Linked DNA regions of Zea mays: region 2 is linked to region 1. Evidence: chromatin contacts called from public Hi-C data. All regions are on one chromosome and are shown on one strand. Each heading gives the region's core, a stretch centred on a gene start, on an enhancer-like site or on the middle of the called end of the contact. The rest is flanking DNA. Distances are from core to core; before and after follow the strand shown. Region 1 holds the start of LOC100192672 (transmembrane 9 superfamily protein member 3). Region 2 has its middle 46 kb from the start of LOC103648929.

Evidence for each region. Hi-C and Micro-C count contacts between places; a contact is called where the count stands out from the background.
Region 2: a contact with region 1 is called in a Hi-C map of leaf, with 5 times the contacts expected there. The contact joins the enhancer-like site here to the promoter of LOC100192672 in region 1. A contact is called at or near these places in 2 of 25 Hi-C or Micro-C datasets (leaf and tassel).

The regions. Positions count from the first base shown.
Region 1 is chr2:135,055,658-135,063,364 of Zm-B73-REFERENCE-NAM-5.0, forward strand. It overlaps LOC100192672 (transmembrane 9 superfamily protein member 3), which reads right to left and starts at 4,292. Exons shown (of 12, transcript NM_001137880.2): 1 at 4,099-4,292; 2 at 1,965-2,157; 3 at 1,729-1,833; 4 at 1,592-1,609; 5 at 1,416-1,504; 6 at 1,194-1,346; 7 at 561-695; 8 at 31-197. The coding sequence starts at 4,188.
Region 2 is chr2:135,356,421-135,364,127 of Zm-B73-REFERENCE-NAM-5.0, forward strand. No RefSeq gene overlaps it. Among protein-coding and RNA genes, the nearest start is that of LOC103648929, 46 kb to the right of the region's middle. Within about 2 kb of position 5,076, at least 7 of the 20 cell types and tissues checked have an H3K27ac peak or open chromatin away from gene starts, as enhancers often do. A contact at or near this core is called in leaf, where this site is marked.

The sequences.
Region 1 (7,707 bases), core at 3,042-5,541:
GAAGATAAAGAAAGCTGGTTATGAGCTTACCCAACATATAACATGACAACAATGGCCAACACAATCACAAGCAGGATAAGAGCCGCCAGCTGAGTGCCAATACCAACTAGGGCAGAAAGAAACACCTGGCCACGAGGAGGCCGGAACACATCACCATGGACAAGCTTCCACCCGGATTCTTCATTAACATCTCGCTCCTGAAAAAGGAAAACTGTATCTTAATCCTAAACGATCCATCGAGTCAAAGAAAAACTTGTTACTTGTTGTTACTTGGAACTTGTATGATTCAATTTTATTTTTGACAAATTGATTTGTTATTTCTTTCATAAATATTAGATTGCTGACATTAAAACAATGGGTGTTTTTCTATAATAATTTACAATGTTTGGCTAATGGACTTTTTACTTTTAGAATTACCATATGAAATAGATAAAATTAATGGTTAAACATTCATCTAGACTGTAAAAACGCAAAAAGACAAACAATGAGTTATATTAGCAGACAAAATGAGAAATATATAACCATATCGATGTGCTACGGATTGCAGGTTCAGAACTTACAAGTGATTCCAGATCATCATCTTCACGAGCATATTTTGCATAATCATTTCTTAGTGTCCTCATCAATATCATTGACACTAAACCAGTCAAGAAAATAACCATCATGAATGAATTGAAGATGGAGAACCAATGAATCTAAACATGGAAAAAAGGGTCAGCCATCTTGTAATTACTTCAGACAGATAGCAAGGTCCACATTAGTCAGAGCCGAGGAAAGACCAAAGTGGCAAAGTGTACACTTTTGAAATGGTATGTTCGGTGTTATTAAAACTACGTTTAAACGCCAAAATAATAATCAGAGGTTGAAACCACGTTTTGGCGTTCTAAACTGTAAAATGCAGTGTTTCATGCGTTTTAGACCACTAGCTACATTTAGGCCCAGTCTGTTAGTTACTTTTGGGTCCAATCCAGCTCATGGGTGAAGTTTTGGTAACCCACTAACCTCTCTGTTTTGGTATTTAACTTCATGTTATTGTCTAAAATTATGATATATTGGTATTTTTTCCTATGTTGTTTAAAACTACGTTTAAACGAAGTTTAAACGTTAAAAGTCACAACTTCACCCATGAGCGTTTCAGCGTTTTATCGTTTTAATAACCTTGGGTATGTTGCCCTGGTGCAAGCAAGAATTACCTGGTGTTCAAAGAACGGGTAGTCTAAGTAAACCTCAAAGCGCCGTGCAAATGCCACATTTGTTTGCACCCACTTCACTGAATAAGTCATATCCAACTTTTTGCCAGCTTCAAGAAGCTTAGGTGACTCTTGTGTTAGATTCACATGAATTATCTATAAAGAATTTAATTAGCCAACATATAGGTCTCAGGTAATCCTTTTAAGGTTATATACAACACATACCCTGTTACCATTGTATTTAACAACAATGTTCTTGTGAGTGTAAAGGTAGTGCTTTTTCTCATTGTTTTTGTCAGTCTCCCCAACAAAACCTGCTCAGAGGGAAAACGGCTCCATTATTTCAAAAGAAAATAGAAAGACTTCGTGCAACAGAAATGAATAGGTATAAAACCACCTACCCCACAATGGCAGATCATCTAGGTTATGGAACCACGGTAGCCATTGGAGCAAAATGTGGAGACAAAGAATGTCAGAAACAAGATAAAGCGTCCAAAAAATGTGCATCAGAATAAAAATAAACGATGATTTCCCATACCTATGAAAAGCTCAAACCAATATGAGTTTTCAATGGCATTAGCAAATTGCTGAACCTTTTGAACATCAAGTTCAATTGTGCAAATGGCCCCCTTGTCCACATTTTCTAAAACAAAAGAAACAATAAAATGAAAAGCCAACAAAATAAATCAATTCAGTCACAGAAACAAACATGCATCAATACACAGTCCAAGAAAAAACAAACTTCAGGAGGATGTCAAGATAAGGCAAGCATACTTATGAACTTTATATCGATCTGACTATCAATCAGCTCATTTCCACCAAGGACCTCTCCGAGACCACCCCATTTATGTGCAGGGTTTTCAGATGGTTGACAAAACGGGAGACTGTAATAGTTGTAAGTTTCTTGAGGGTTATTGTAAGGCCCAACCTTGTTTACCCATAGCTTAACAGGTTCTTCTGTTTTATACTGCACATAAGAAAAATATTATAAGCTGCAATGATTTAGTAGGTAAAGGCATTATCGTCATAGTTAAATTCAGTGCAGGTAAATTCTGAAAAGACAGCAAAATTTAAACTGGTTCTGGTTGTAGGAAACAAGTTTTCTGAATATTGTAGCATCAAGGGTAACAGTGAAAGATATAGAAGCATGGTGATCATGACCACTAAATGTTTAATTTGAAACAGCCCCAACCATATCAGGGTGAAAAACTCAGACATTTCTTAAATCCAAGGATTCAATCTTCTAACCACTAATCATCAGAAATGTATGTATTTCATGGACTCAAAACAGAGCAGCCTTCTAGCCAGAAATAAAAGGGTAAGCACTAAGAAGTCAAACTAGGACTTCCATAATCCACATATCGTTTTACCTTACCAACCACAAGTTTGTCTAAAGACATAAAGGCCTGACTTTACATCATAGAGTAAGCGAAAGGGTCTGAGTAGCACTCCTCAGGTCCTAGGTTCGATTCCCCATGGGAGCAAATTTTCAGGCTGTGGTAAAAAAAAACCTCGTTTGTCCCACACCAAAGCACAGGTTTAAGGCCCAGCCCCGGTCATTCCCATATGGGCTACGGTGCCGCTGTGTATGGGTGGGGCAGGGGTTCGGGGGTTTTCTCAACCTACGTGAGAAGGTTTTCTTCTTAACATAATGTCATGGGGGCGATCTTACCGCTACAGGTCGAATTTTTTTTTACATCACAAAGTAACACTCGCATTACAGAAGACTACCCAAAAGTAATTACTCTGAAAGGTCTAAATGCAGTTACACTCAGCATCAAACTAAAATAATGTCCAAAATAGAACTGCCACCCCCCAGGATGCTGCCGCAAGGACCTGCCACTGCGCTAAAGCTCATCACTTCTTAGCCAACTGTGAGTATTCCAGTCCAGAAATGTAACAAAATAAAATGAAGAATGGAGATGTATTCGCCTTTGAACTATCAAGTCAAATGCCACCACATCATGTTCGACTAGTAATCTCCCTATGGGAGCGCTTATCTGAAATCCCCACGATAAATACCATATTAAAGTGCAGCATACCAACTGTAAGCCCGCGATGATCCGCATGCATTTTCACCTTTCCTAAACATGACACGCACCCAGGGGCGGACCCACAGAGGGGTCCAGGTGGGCCGCGGCACATCCTAAGCCGGAGCCGGCCCACCAAGACCCGCTTCAGCCTTCACACTAACGAGCCCGAGCGCGACCAGCATTCTCATCTCTAGCCGCCGGCCGTCAGGACGTTGTGCCCAGCCCTAGCGCCGCCAGGACGCCGCGCGCCTAGCCCCAGCGCTGACCAGCTGCTGCGCGCCCGCCCAATGCTGCCCTGCTGCAGCATGCCCGACAGCTTTCATGGCGCGCGCCACTTGCTGTGTTGATTCTTTTGAAGTCCAAGAGAGAAACATATATAATTGTATATATTTTTTTGTACGGCACACCCTATATAAAAAACCTAGGTCCGCCACTGCACGCACCACCTGATAATGTGAATGAAAAACCAAAAAATGCATGCAATTGTAAGCAAAGAGATGTCACCTATATATATACATTAAAATTTACACGAGGCCTACATTTGACGCAACTAGAACCAGCTGTTTGTCCACGAGAATGTTAACACTATCCAAAAGTTGCATGCAAACAAAAAGGAACAAAATTTTGTCTGAATGCGGCCCCCGAGCAGCCAGGATCAAAGCAACCAGTTCCCAAAACAACCCCGAAACCGTATCTCGCTCATGACTCCAAATCTGTTGCGCCCAGAATTTCGCGCCACAGAGCTACAGAGCAAAGTCACCCCGTCGTACTGAGCACGCAGTGGGCCAGCGGCGCTCGGCACCCAGATCCGGCGCGACGCTTCAACGGATCCAGCCAAGGGAGTGTTCAGATCTAGGGTTGGGATGAAGGGGCACCTTGTGCTCGGCCTCCGAGGCGTACGCGAGGGGCGAGTGTGCGACGGCGATGAGGATGGCCGCGAGAAGAAGCACGCCGCGGCGGAGCATCTCGGCGGCGGCGAGATCTGCGCTGAGGGAGGCGTGTTGGGGTGTCTCAGTCTCGAACGAGCACAAGCTGCCTCATACGGAGGTAGTCAGAGAGAGAAAGAGAGGGGCCGTAATTTTGGGCAGAAACCTTGTGAAATATTGTACTGTATATGCGAGAATGTTATTGTTATTTACGAGAACGGAGCCATAACGGGGCAAACGTGAGAAAAATCATGACAAAATCGTGTAAACATTCTTCCTGTGTGCTGAAGGTACGTTAGTCGTTAGAATGGAGAAAAAATAAAGGAAATTTATAGGATTCAATTTTTATGAAAAGTTTTCCTATGAGAGCATTGCAACAAAGGATTGAATCCTTTAAAATTCCTATGAAATGATATCCTTTATAGCAATTTTGGTGGAAAATAAGCATGAGATCCCCTCATGTTTTATTTCTTTTATGTCTTGTATTCCTATTTTGTGTGTATGATCCAAACACATATTTTGTGACTTTTTGTATTATAAATTCATGTATAATTCTAGTGATATGTGCGTTCTAATCATGTGTTTTTCCTATTCCTGTGTTTTGAGAATCATGCGTTCCAAAGGAGCATGTTGGGACCTGACACATGGGCTCAAGCAGGTGAGAACACAATGCATGACAAAACGGTAGACATGAGAACTGGAACATCTTGTCAAGCATGTCCACACAAAGTATTTATAGGGTAATCAGGAGGACACAGGTCTAAATACTATTGTACTCCTTGTTGGAGGCCTTCTCTTGCCGAAGGTCCTCGAAATATTAAGTTGAGAATCACCTCTAAATCCATTTCAGGTGTTCCGATGGAATAGTGAAGACCACCTTTGTCTCGACAACACATGCGAAGGCGAAGCTAAGGGTTTGGCTTCATGGTCTGGGCGCGAAGTGATGAACGGCCTAAGGCGAAGGAAGAACCCGGAAGCTTGATAAGCGTTGCTATGAAGGAAGGAAGACGATGGTGCCCTTAGAAAATCTTGTAGTTTATATGTATAGTAACTGAGGACATATTTGTAATTTTATACAAAATGTACTCCGACTCATCACTAAAAATAGAGGTACAGTGTCATGCAGAGAGAGAGGCGGTCAGAGGGGAAAATGAGAGTGATCCGCCTCCGAAGCTATATTATTTCCTTACCTTTTGTATCACTGTCTCAACTCTTTGAAGGTACGCATGTAACCATTTATAATCAAGAAAGAATAATAGAGGAAGTACACCAGTAATGATCTCCCTTAAGCACTTTTATTCTATTGTTCGAAGGTCTACAATTATAATAATCTTCCTCCTCTAATCTACCCATTAAATAGATCGAATGAACGAAGCCACGAAGGTCTTTTATTTTTAGTTGTGTTGTCATGTTTGGTCCCCTTTAGGAATCAAAGCAGGTAACCAACACCCATGGTTACCTACTGCATTCATAGGATACGATGTGCAATAGGGTAATTACAGTATAGTATTAGTGCGCACCTAATTACACCAAATCGTCTACCCCACTAGGGGGCCTGAATAGAGGGTCCGAGGGCCTAGCAGGTGGACCCAGTCTTATCTTGTGGGTCTTGCTCCCATCCACTCCCTCAAAGAATTTGACCTGGGGAGTGAAGTTCTAGCGCCTTAGCTGCAACCAGTCTCAAGGTCTAGGGTCTTCGCATGCTCTTGTGGGATCTACTAATTTGAAGGGTAAGATGTCGGTGGATCGGATGTGACAGCCCTCCGGGTAGCCTTTGAGCTGAAGAGCCCCTATAGTGGCCATCCTTCGCTCCAATAGCGCAAACACGGTAGAGTGCAAGGGCTCCCCTACATGTAATCTACGCCAAGATCTCCACCTCGTGTAGCTTTGAAATTTGTCAAATCTTCCAGCTCTTTTGTGGTTGCCTGTGTGTGCATGTGTTCTGTGAATCTTCTCTCCTTGCTGGTCTATGTCCTACGGGGTTTTTCCCTCACTTCTAGAAACTTTCCATCATTGTTGTATCTTACGCACACAAGGTGGTCGATTAATTGTTCTAAACAGTTTTCAAAGCCAAAACCCGACCTATTGGATATCTCTTGTCACCTCCACTCTCTATAGGGTCTTATTTACACTTAACTCGCATAACATGAGTCAAGTTGATTATATCATGGATTCCAATTTCAAAAATCAACTCAGGTTCATATCAAACACCTGTATCATTACTCATTTCAATTAATACCTTGTGCCACATCCCTTGTGTCCACTTTCAAATTTCACTCAATTGTCACCAGACCATATTAAAATCTTTACCTTGGGCCACATCCCTTAATAATATTCATTTTAAAGTGTTTCATACCTTTATCCTTGGCACACTCATACCCTACATTGTCACTTTACCAAATCTCTCGTGAATATGTGTTGAGTTTCCCATTTCATATCACTATGATTGTGTGATTGACACCTGCTCACCTCTTCTTTCATTTCAGTGTAACGACATGCCCGACTCAAGCGAAATTCTTCTCTGTGCTTGATCATCGAGTGACACTCCTCAGGTAGCAAGCCATTTCTATTTCTTATCTTATTTGCTTTGTTCCCTAAGGTACTTCTCATCTCTAGTCAGTCACCTTTCCTATGTATCGTGAAGCGTGCCAGTTGGTAGTGCTTAGGGACAGCTCTTGGCAATGTCAGTTGATAGTGATCAGACTTAGATTTAGTCTCAGTGCTTAATTAGATGGCTCGGACCAAGAATTTGGGTCCGATCGGTGGAGGTGATGGACGGGAACCACCTCCCCCACCACATCCCAACAAGGGCAAGGTGAAAGGAAAATGTGCCCTTGGGCCATTTCTATTTATTTTGGTGATTAAATGCTCAACACATTACTATGATCTAACATCTCTTGCTATGAGCATAAGCACAAGTGATTATTGGGGGTCTTCCTCTTCTGAAGGTCCTCAAAAACATCACTAACCATTTGCTTGCAACATATTACTAAATATTACAGGAGCTTCATCATCAGAAAAGCTTCAGAATAACACAAGAGGAGCGAAGCAAACTTCATCTAACAAGTTTCATCATGGTCAAACGGGTGGACGACGTGGTTTCGGCATAATGAAAGGGAAGTACAATGAAGCACGCTTCATCAAGCAGGTTTCGTCACGACGAAGCAATAAGACAATGCAAGGAGAAGGTGTTGCTCAAGTTATTAAATACAAATGGCGATGTTACCCTTGTGATATTTTGTAAACTCTGTATGTAATCATTAAGGGCATAAATGTAATAGCGTACGAACCATTGTGGTTGCCTATAAATAGATGAACAGTAACCTCATACTATTCATGTTGGTTTGTAATTGCTCTTGTGTCAAGACCTTTAAACAAGCCGAAGGTATCAATGTAATATAAATTATGTTAATGTTCATATGTATATATATATCATGAAATAAAGATATAGATGAATGAATAACATATATTGCCTCTATGAGCTATTATTCTCATGTCATGAATGATGAAGGTATGTCCTTCATGACCTTCGTCTGAAGATTGTTATATCCAAAAGGA
Region 2 (7,707 bases), core at 3,826-6,325, 300 kb after region 1:
GAGCAAGAATTTGTCCCGGAGACTTCTCCAGGAGTCGATGGACAATGGGGGCAACCTGGTGTACCAGGTGAGGGTTGGGCCTTCGAGGGCGATGATGAATGACTTGGCCATCGTGGCGTCGTCCCCTCCGGATGATGCAACGGCGACCTGATAACTCATGATGTACTGTGTTGGGTCAGTGCTGCCGTTGTACTTAGGATAGGTCCCGGCCCTGAAGTTGGCGGGCCATGGTGACACTTGCAGGTGTGGCGACAGGGGACTTCGCTCATCGAGGTAGTTGACACCTTGGAACGCCGCGGCGTGTGGGATGGCGTGGCCGCGCTGAGGGAAGTACAGGTCTTCATCTTGTGCGCGCTGTTGTAGGGGTGGGCTGTGTTGCAGGCCGAGGTGGCCTTCGCGCTGCATGAGCGCGATCTCTTGTTCGAGCTCCTGAGCCTTCTGCTCTTCGTCGCGTATCATCTGTCGCACCTTAGCTTGTGCAGACACACGTTGGCGCTTGGCCTCAAGGATCTCTTTTTGCTTCTGGAGGTTGCGGTTCTTGATGCGCAAGGCGCGCAGCTGTAGCTGCTCCTCCGCTGAAACGCCGATGACTTCACCGTCCTCGATGACGTCCGCGCCCTCCGGTGGAGCGAAGCCTGGGGGAAGTTGCGGTTGTCCTCCAGAGCTGCAGGTGCGGAGACTGCCTTCGGGAGTGGGTTGTTCGTTGCGCTGCCTCTTGCTGAGTGCGTCGTCTTCGGTGGCCTCTTGGTGCGTAGTGTCGACGAGGGCCTTGCCCTTTTTTCGGCCAGCAGTGCTGCCTTCGCAGCCTCGTCAGCTTTCGAGCTAGCTCTCTTGGGTGCCATCGCGGGTGGTTTTTCCGTAGCACGAACGGTGGGCGCCAAATGTTGGAACTTGCTCTCCTGGGCAAGTTGATCCAACGGGGGAGTGAAAGTAACGTAGACAGGGTTTTAACTTGAGATGGCAATAGCTCTGTTAATCTAGCCTCTCAAGGGCACTGTGCGGGGGTATTTATAGGTACCTGAGTGCCCAGCGTCCTAAGTTAAGGACGCATGTGCCCTCAGGCGCCTAGGTTATCCCCGGAATATTCCCATAAAGCAGGGTTACAGATTGTAATTACAGGGAAACCTTTACAAATTAGGCCCGTAATGCGCGGCGGCCACGCAGGGCCTGTTACAATGGGCCGGATCACGCGTGGGCCTCCATGCTTGACGAGGCCGTGGGATAGGACGACCTCGTCATGGGCCTTCGTCCAGCGACGCGTGGGGCGAAGGGTAAGTCTGCCAGTCGTCTTGTCTTTGTTGGTGCAGCGTGGCTGGCGAAGGCATCGAGCGAAGGGTGGCGTCTTCGCCTTCGCCCCAACAGTCATCAGCAACTAGAAAAGGGAGAGATTGTATGTGCAATCAAGCCTATTATGGGTTTTGGTGTTGATAACCACGTCATTTGAGGATTAATAGGACTTTTTAAGTTTATAAGCAGGTTAGAAATGAGTGAGGTCTTAATATGGCTTGGTGGAGCCCCTTAGTTACACGAAGATATGATGATGGACTCAATGAAGGTTTAAATTTAATTTACATTTTAAAATAATGTATAGGAACTACTATATTGTATGGTTTAAGAAGTATGATCTCCAAAAGATCAAAACTTGAGAGTCAGGTCAGAAAATACAATCTCGTATTGGGGTTTTCTTAAAAGTACAATTCGGTTAGAGGCTTGTTTGAATCAGCCCATACCTAATGTGGCAATGATTCCAGGGATGTTTCTCAAGTCTCTAGCTATCCAAAAAACTTCTCAAACTCAAGAGTTAAGAATCCATGTGAGAAGGACAATCAAAAGAGTTTGGGAAGAGAAACTCACATCAAGAGCAAAACCATCAGACCTGGATAGGGATTTGAACGCTAGAGGTCATGATGGAGTTAAGCACACACTTCCCAAAATCTCAAGTGCATAGATGCTACACCCGAAAACATCTAGGGATCTCCTAATAAGTGAAAATAGAGAATAAAAAACATAAACTAGAGAGATCATTGGTTGGGCAGTCCTCCCTCCTTATTTATAGAGGATTTTTTCCAGGGCCAAATAGGCCAATTGTCGATATGATGATCTTATAACCATGCTTCTTTCATGAAGTTGCTTCATCTTGATACTCCATGTACCGCCTCTGATTTCCTCCGAAACCGGGTCGCCTATTTTGAGGCCAAACCCACAAAAACCATTGATGGCAGTTTTTGAGGCTCAACCACTAAATCTTCATGGGTATAATACTGCATCCACCTTCCCCATGTCTTGGACACGTGTCCCGCTATTCCTCAACCGCATCGGCAACACGACCTGCTTCTCAATGTCATAACTCTTGATGATGACTACCCCAGGCGTCAGCCACCGCACCTAGTCACTAGACTTCTCCAGTTCCTCAGTCAAGACCTATTGTTCATCCTTCACTGTTCCCAGTCCATTGGCATGAACCTGCACGACATTCATCTTCTTTGTCGACCATTGCATCCGGATTCTACACCTGCGTACCACAAGCCAAGAGAGAAGTTGCACATACTCACGCCTTGTTTAGTCCATATGCATCAATCTAAGACATTATTCCATTGACAATGACTCGTCACAAACCAAACAACAAATGTGCATCACAACCTTGTGTTTTCACACGATCTATTTGTTGGACAAGGGATAGTTGCACTAGAGGCATCACTATTGAAATTTTGTCTCGACTTTAGTGTTGTGTTTGGTGTTTGTTTCTTTTCGGTTGACGTGTGGCGGTTCGCCTTGTAGAGGGAAGTCAGAGTTGTTGTACCAAAGGATGTGTCTCATCAACGATGATATATGACTAACCCTCCTCCTTCGATGTGACAGCCCTCCCAAGTTATCAGGCCCACATGCACCAACCCTTGCCATTAACGGCCTCAGATGGCTGTGCACGTGTACTGGGTAACTTAACAAGGCTATCGAGTTCATCAACTCGAACTCATCATCCCAAGGATCTCCCACATTCATGCATATTACAGTAATCACACTCGATACAAACACACTTCGGAGATAGAGCGGAAGACTTTACAAAACATATTTTACATTTCCAAAGCTCAAGTTTTACAACATAAGAAGAATAGTAATTATTACAAGTCCTGATAGTACCTAAAGTGCATAACTTATTACAATAATTGGAAGGGTGAAGCCTTTCCATAAGATATATACATAAACATTCTAAGCTTCAAGGCCTCCACATGATGTAACTAACCAAAAGATAAGGGAATAAAACTTCTCCTACAAAAACAACAGGGGATAAAACCCTGAGTACGCAATTACTCAGGAAGACTTATCCGACTAAAGAAAAGACTCTCAAGGGTATGGTAGCTGATTGGGAATCAAGGTAAAGTTGATCAATGATCAAAGACTCCTTTTGCAGAAAAGCTTGCTACCAGTTGATCCTTAAGCCAAGTTTTATTTCACTAGTTAGGTTATTACCTGAATCTATATTTGCCTGGTCTAGTTCAAGCACTTGGCCTATACTAGTTGCATTTTATTCATTCTCATATTTCACTTGCTAACTACGAGGATGGTCTCCGGGATGAGTCTCCATAACCAAGGAGCAACGACGATTCAAACCGATTATACCCAGCTACGGATCTCTAACCACACGGCATATGTACCACTTAACCCTTGCATATGTCAACCGTTCTCACGGTGTCCTCCACTACATGAACAGGTCCGCGCCAACCGAGAGCACATTACCCTACCAGGCGTGCTACTATGCCAGGAGGGTACATGCTACTCCCACCATCTCTCTACTCCTAGTGCGCGATTGTCTCTTCACGTATGGAATAGCCGAGTTCAAGCTTACCCTATCCCATACCAGGGTATGTTGCTATTTGCAAAGTCTCAACCACAACAGGCCAGTCAACGGTACGATCCTTAACCGACACAGACGGGCGACCTTGTCTGCTCAACGTCTGGTCTAGATTTATTCAAACCCTTTTCCCATTTTTGGTACCCGGCAGGGATACTCTTTTCGAGTGCCGAGTCCACTCCAGCCATAGAGGATTCATCACCTTAGTTTGTTTTGGTTTTTGAATCAAAAAGCCCATAACCAATGTTCCACACCATTGTTTTTGAAAACAAAGGATTTTTCAGTTTCTAAGCAGGGTTAAGCATTATCAGTTCTTTTTATAAATCAGGGATCAAGGTATAGTATTCAAATTCCAAGGAATGGTAATGCATCAATTGTTCATCACACAACTCCTATCACCTAATGCATCATTTAAGGTGATAAAACATTTAAAACACAAGGAAGGGGCAAATGCACCGAGGCTTGCCTTTGTTGCAGAGAAGAGGTTCTAGATACTTCTAACACGATGATCAGTTAGATGGCCCATCCCTGGATCAATAGCACTGGAGTAGGTTCCTTCTTCACAAGGACCAATTCTCGTTCTTGGTGTTCTACATGAAATGATATGAATATGAATGCTTGCTTAAACTAGAAATATGCAACTTGCAAAGGAGACAACACATATTACTCCTAGACTTAACATGCAAGCTATCATCACAAGCCATAACTACCAGGTAGCTACTTATCCTTAGAACTCATCTAACCATCCAAAACTTGCTAAACAATTTCATTCTTTACTAAGACATCAGGTGCCTTAATTACCCAGGGGTAAAACTCTTTTCCTTTATTGAGCAATAATTAATTTGCTAAGCAAATCTTGTCCTAACAGCTCCAAATTTTTACCAAAGGTTCATATGCTCAACATAAGCTTACATAATTTTTCTCATAACTTTTTAGTGCTGTATTATTGTTACTAAAATTTCAGATAAGCATTTTACGGCACCTTTTATTCCTCTAAAAATATATATTTTCTACAAAAATTCCAAGAATGTTTCTACCAGAGAGTGTTTGATTTTATACACCTAACAAAATTTGTCCTATCATTTTTGCAATTTTCTTCGATTTCTGGCATAATAAACAAGGCATCAGGCATATAACAAAGAAAAACAATACACAAAGCTTGGGCCGGAACTGGCCCAATTGGCCCAGCACCAGAGAAAACTAGCGCCAGGAAGCCCAAAGCTCTACCACGCACGCGCCCGCGTCCTCCTTCGCACGCACCGGCGGTGGCGTCAAACTCCGGCAGCAACACACTGTCCAACAGCATGATAGAGCTCGAAACAAGAAGAGGGAAAGCACCAGTGGCTCACCCCGAAGTGGATTGATCCGTAGCGTGCACGCAACCAGTTCCCAACAAGGCCGGCCACGACGAGGTTGCCCCAAGCGGTAATCACCGACGACGCCACGATGTTCCCGAGGAATTATTGCGGCAGAGATGGAAAGGGAAGCTCGGAGAGTTTCACTGACCCAAGGGGATGATGGAACATGCACACAACAAACAAACAACCCCCCGGAAAGCCCTGGCCACGGCAGGGTGGGGAAACTGGACGGTGTGGTCACAGGCTACAGGAAGACGGCGCGCGATAGACCTGGGCAAACAACTGGGGTGACATGGGAGGATTAACGTAGACGTGGGAACATGAAACACAACAACACACGGTGAGCTGGGTTAGACCCGGGGATAGAGGTAGGGCTTTACTGAACCAAGATTGTGGCAATATGGAGCAGGCAAACAGACGCCGGTCGAGCATGATCAGACCACGCAAGACAAGGGCCCTGAGGTGTCAATGGTTGCATGAGCTTGGCTACGTGGCTTTACTCACCCATCACCACGCTGGTTCAAAGGGACAGCGGGGCAGTGAACCAGGTCCGGCAATGGGTAAGGATTTTATCGGATAACTCTGAATTCCACCCATGTGCAGATATTTTCATTAGTGAAACCCATCAGACACTAGAAGCTCCACAGCCACTCTCTGTAATACTCATCCATAACTCAGTCTTGACAAACCAGTGGAGCACAGCAGGGATACAAAGATCTTTTCAGAGTTAGAAACCAACACTGAATTCATTTGAGTCCAACACTCCAGTGTCCACCTGAACCCCTTCTGTTTACCCCTTTATCTCTCTATTTCCAACAGCAACAAATCGACCAAGGCTAACCAAATATTCTCACAAAGCAAAGTCTACCGTCTTGCTAAAACACACATGTCAAAAGTTTCAGAGCCCCAAAGTTTCCTCTCAATACTCAGATATTTGAAGCCTCATATCTATCCTCTATGCTGAGCACACAGGACAAGCAAGCAAGCTCATGCCGATGTGCAGTTTGAGCACGCCGCTTCCCCTCCCTCCTGTCCAACTAAAACAAATTCACACCACAACACGCCCAGCTAATGGATTGACTTGAAATCCCCTTTCAACTACTAGCCTTTTGCATTTTAAATCACAGCTTCAAATCATAGACAAGGGAAACAAAGCTGCAGCGTGGAAAGCTTTTTTTTTGCTCCCAAAAACTGAACCCAGTTTTCAGTTACTTAAAACTGAATTCAGCACTAATCAACTGAACCCCTACCTTTAACCGCTTTGATCCTCACTAATGCAAGAAATACATGCCAATCTTAGTTAACAAAGATTGTTCCCAACACATAGATTTAAATGTTTGCTGCAGCAGCCTTAGGTCAAAGATTCATGGATCAAAAGTTATGGTGCTCCAAAATGGGGTGAAAATATAAGAATTCAGATTCAGCTAGCTGAAACAAAAACTGAAATCAACACCAGACAGAGAGAGTTTGGGCACAATTTACTCCAAATTTGGTGCAGCACCAAATCAAACTTATTTAAGGAAACTTGTTCACTAACTTATGATCTCCAACGTTTCTATATAATTTATAGTTTAAAACCTAATGGAATGGCCACACAAGTGCTCTAAACAGGGCACCAATCGCTGAAATTCAGTTGTCTGTTAACTGAACAAAAGTTCAGTCCATGTAAACTGACAGCCTACTTTTGAGTAACTTTTACTCCATGTTTTGGGTCAGATCAAGCATAACTCACACATCAAAATTTGTTCACTGACATATTCTCTTCAACTCTCCCATAGAAACCATGGTCCAAAACTGCCTAGATCAGGCAACACACAGCCCCAAAATGGCACTAAAAACACTTATTTCAGACTTAGGCAACTATTCAAAGTCTGAAAATCCAGAAGTCTCACAGTCCCACTTTGAACACCTTTTTCTCCTAGTTGCATATGGTTTTAGGGCTGCTACATTTCATAAACATTGATCTCCTATAGTTACTCTACAGGTTTGTTATAGCAACTGTTTCCAAAATACTCATGGATTAAAAGTTACAGGGATCCAAAAACAGATAAACAAAACTGTTTTGTGCTGATTCCAACTGACCCCAAATATGAACTTTTGCAAATTACTTCAAATTCTCCCACATTACTTAGAGAGCCCCAAATATGAAAATTGTTCACTTTTCCAAGCTCCACAACTTTGATATATGGTGTATAGAGCTCATGTCCAAATTTCCATTGGTTTAAAAGTTGCTTGTTTGTACTAGATTTTAAACAAGGTCTTTGAACTTCTCTTGCTCTCTTCGAAACGACACAACCTCACCCTTTTCTCCAAGTTCCAAATGCTTCTGAGGCCAAGTTGCTTAATCAAATTGGTGCTCCACATGTTGCTACACAAGTTTGGTACAATGACCCTTAGCTAGAACCATATGAATTCCAAACCATCAAAGCCCAAAGTTGGCATTAAACACACAAATTCAGACTTTGGTTTTTCACCAAGTCTGAAAATCCAAAAGTAAAC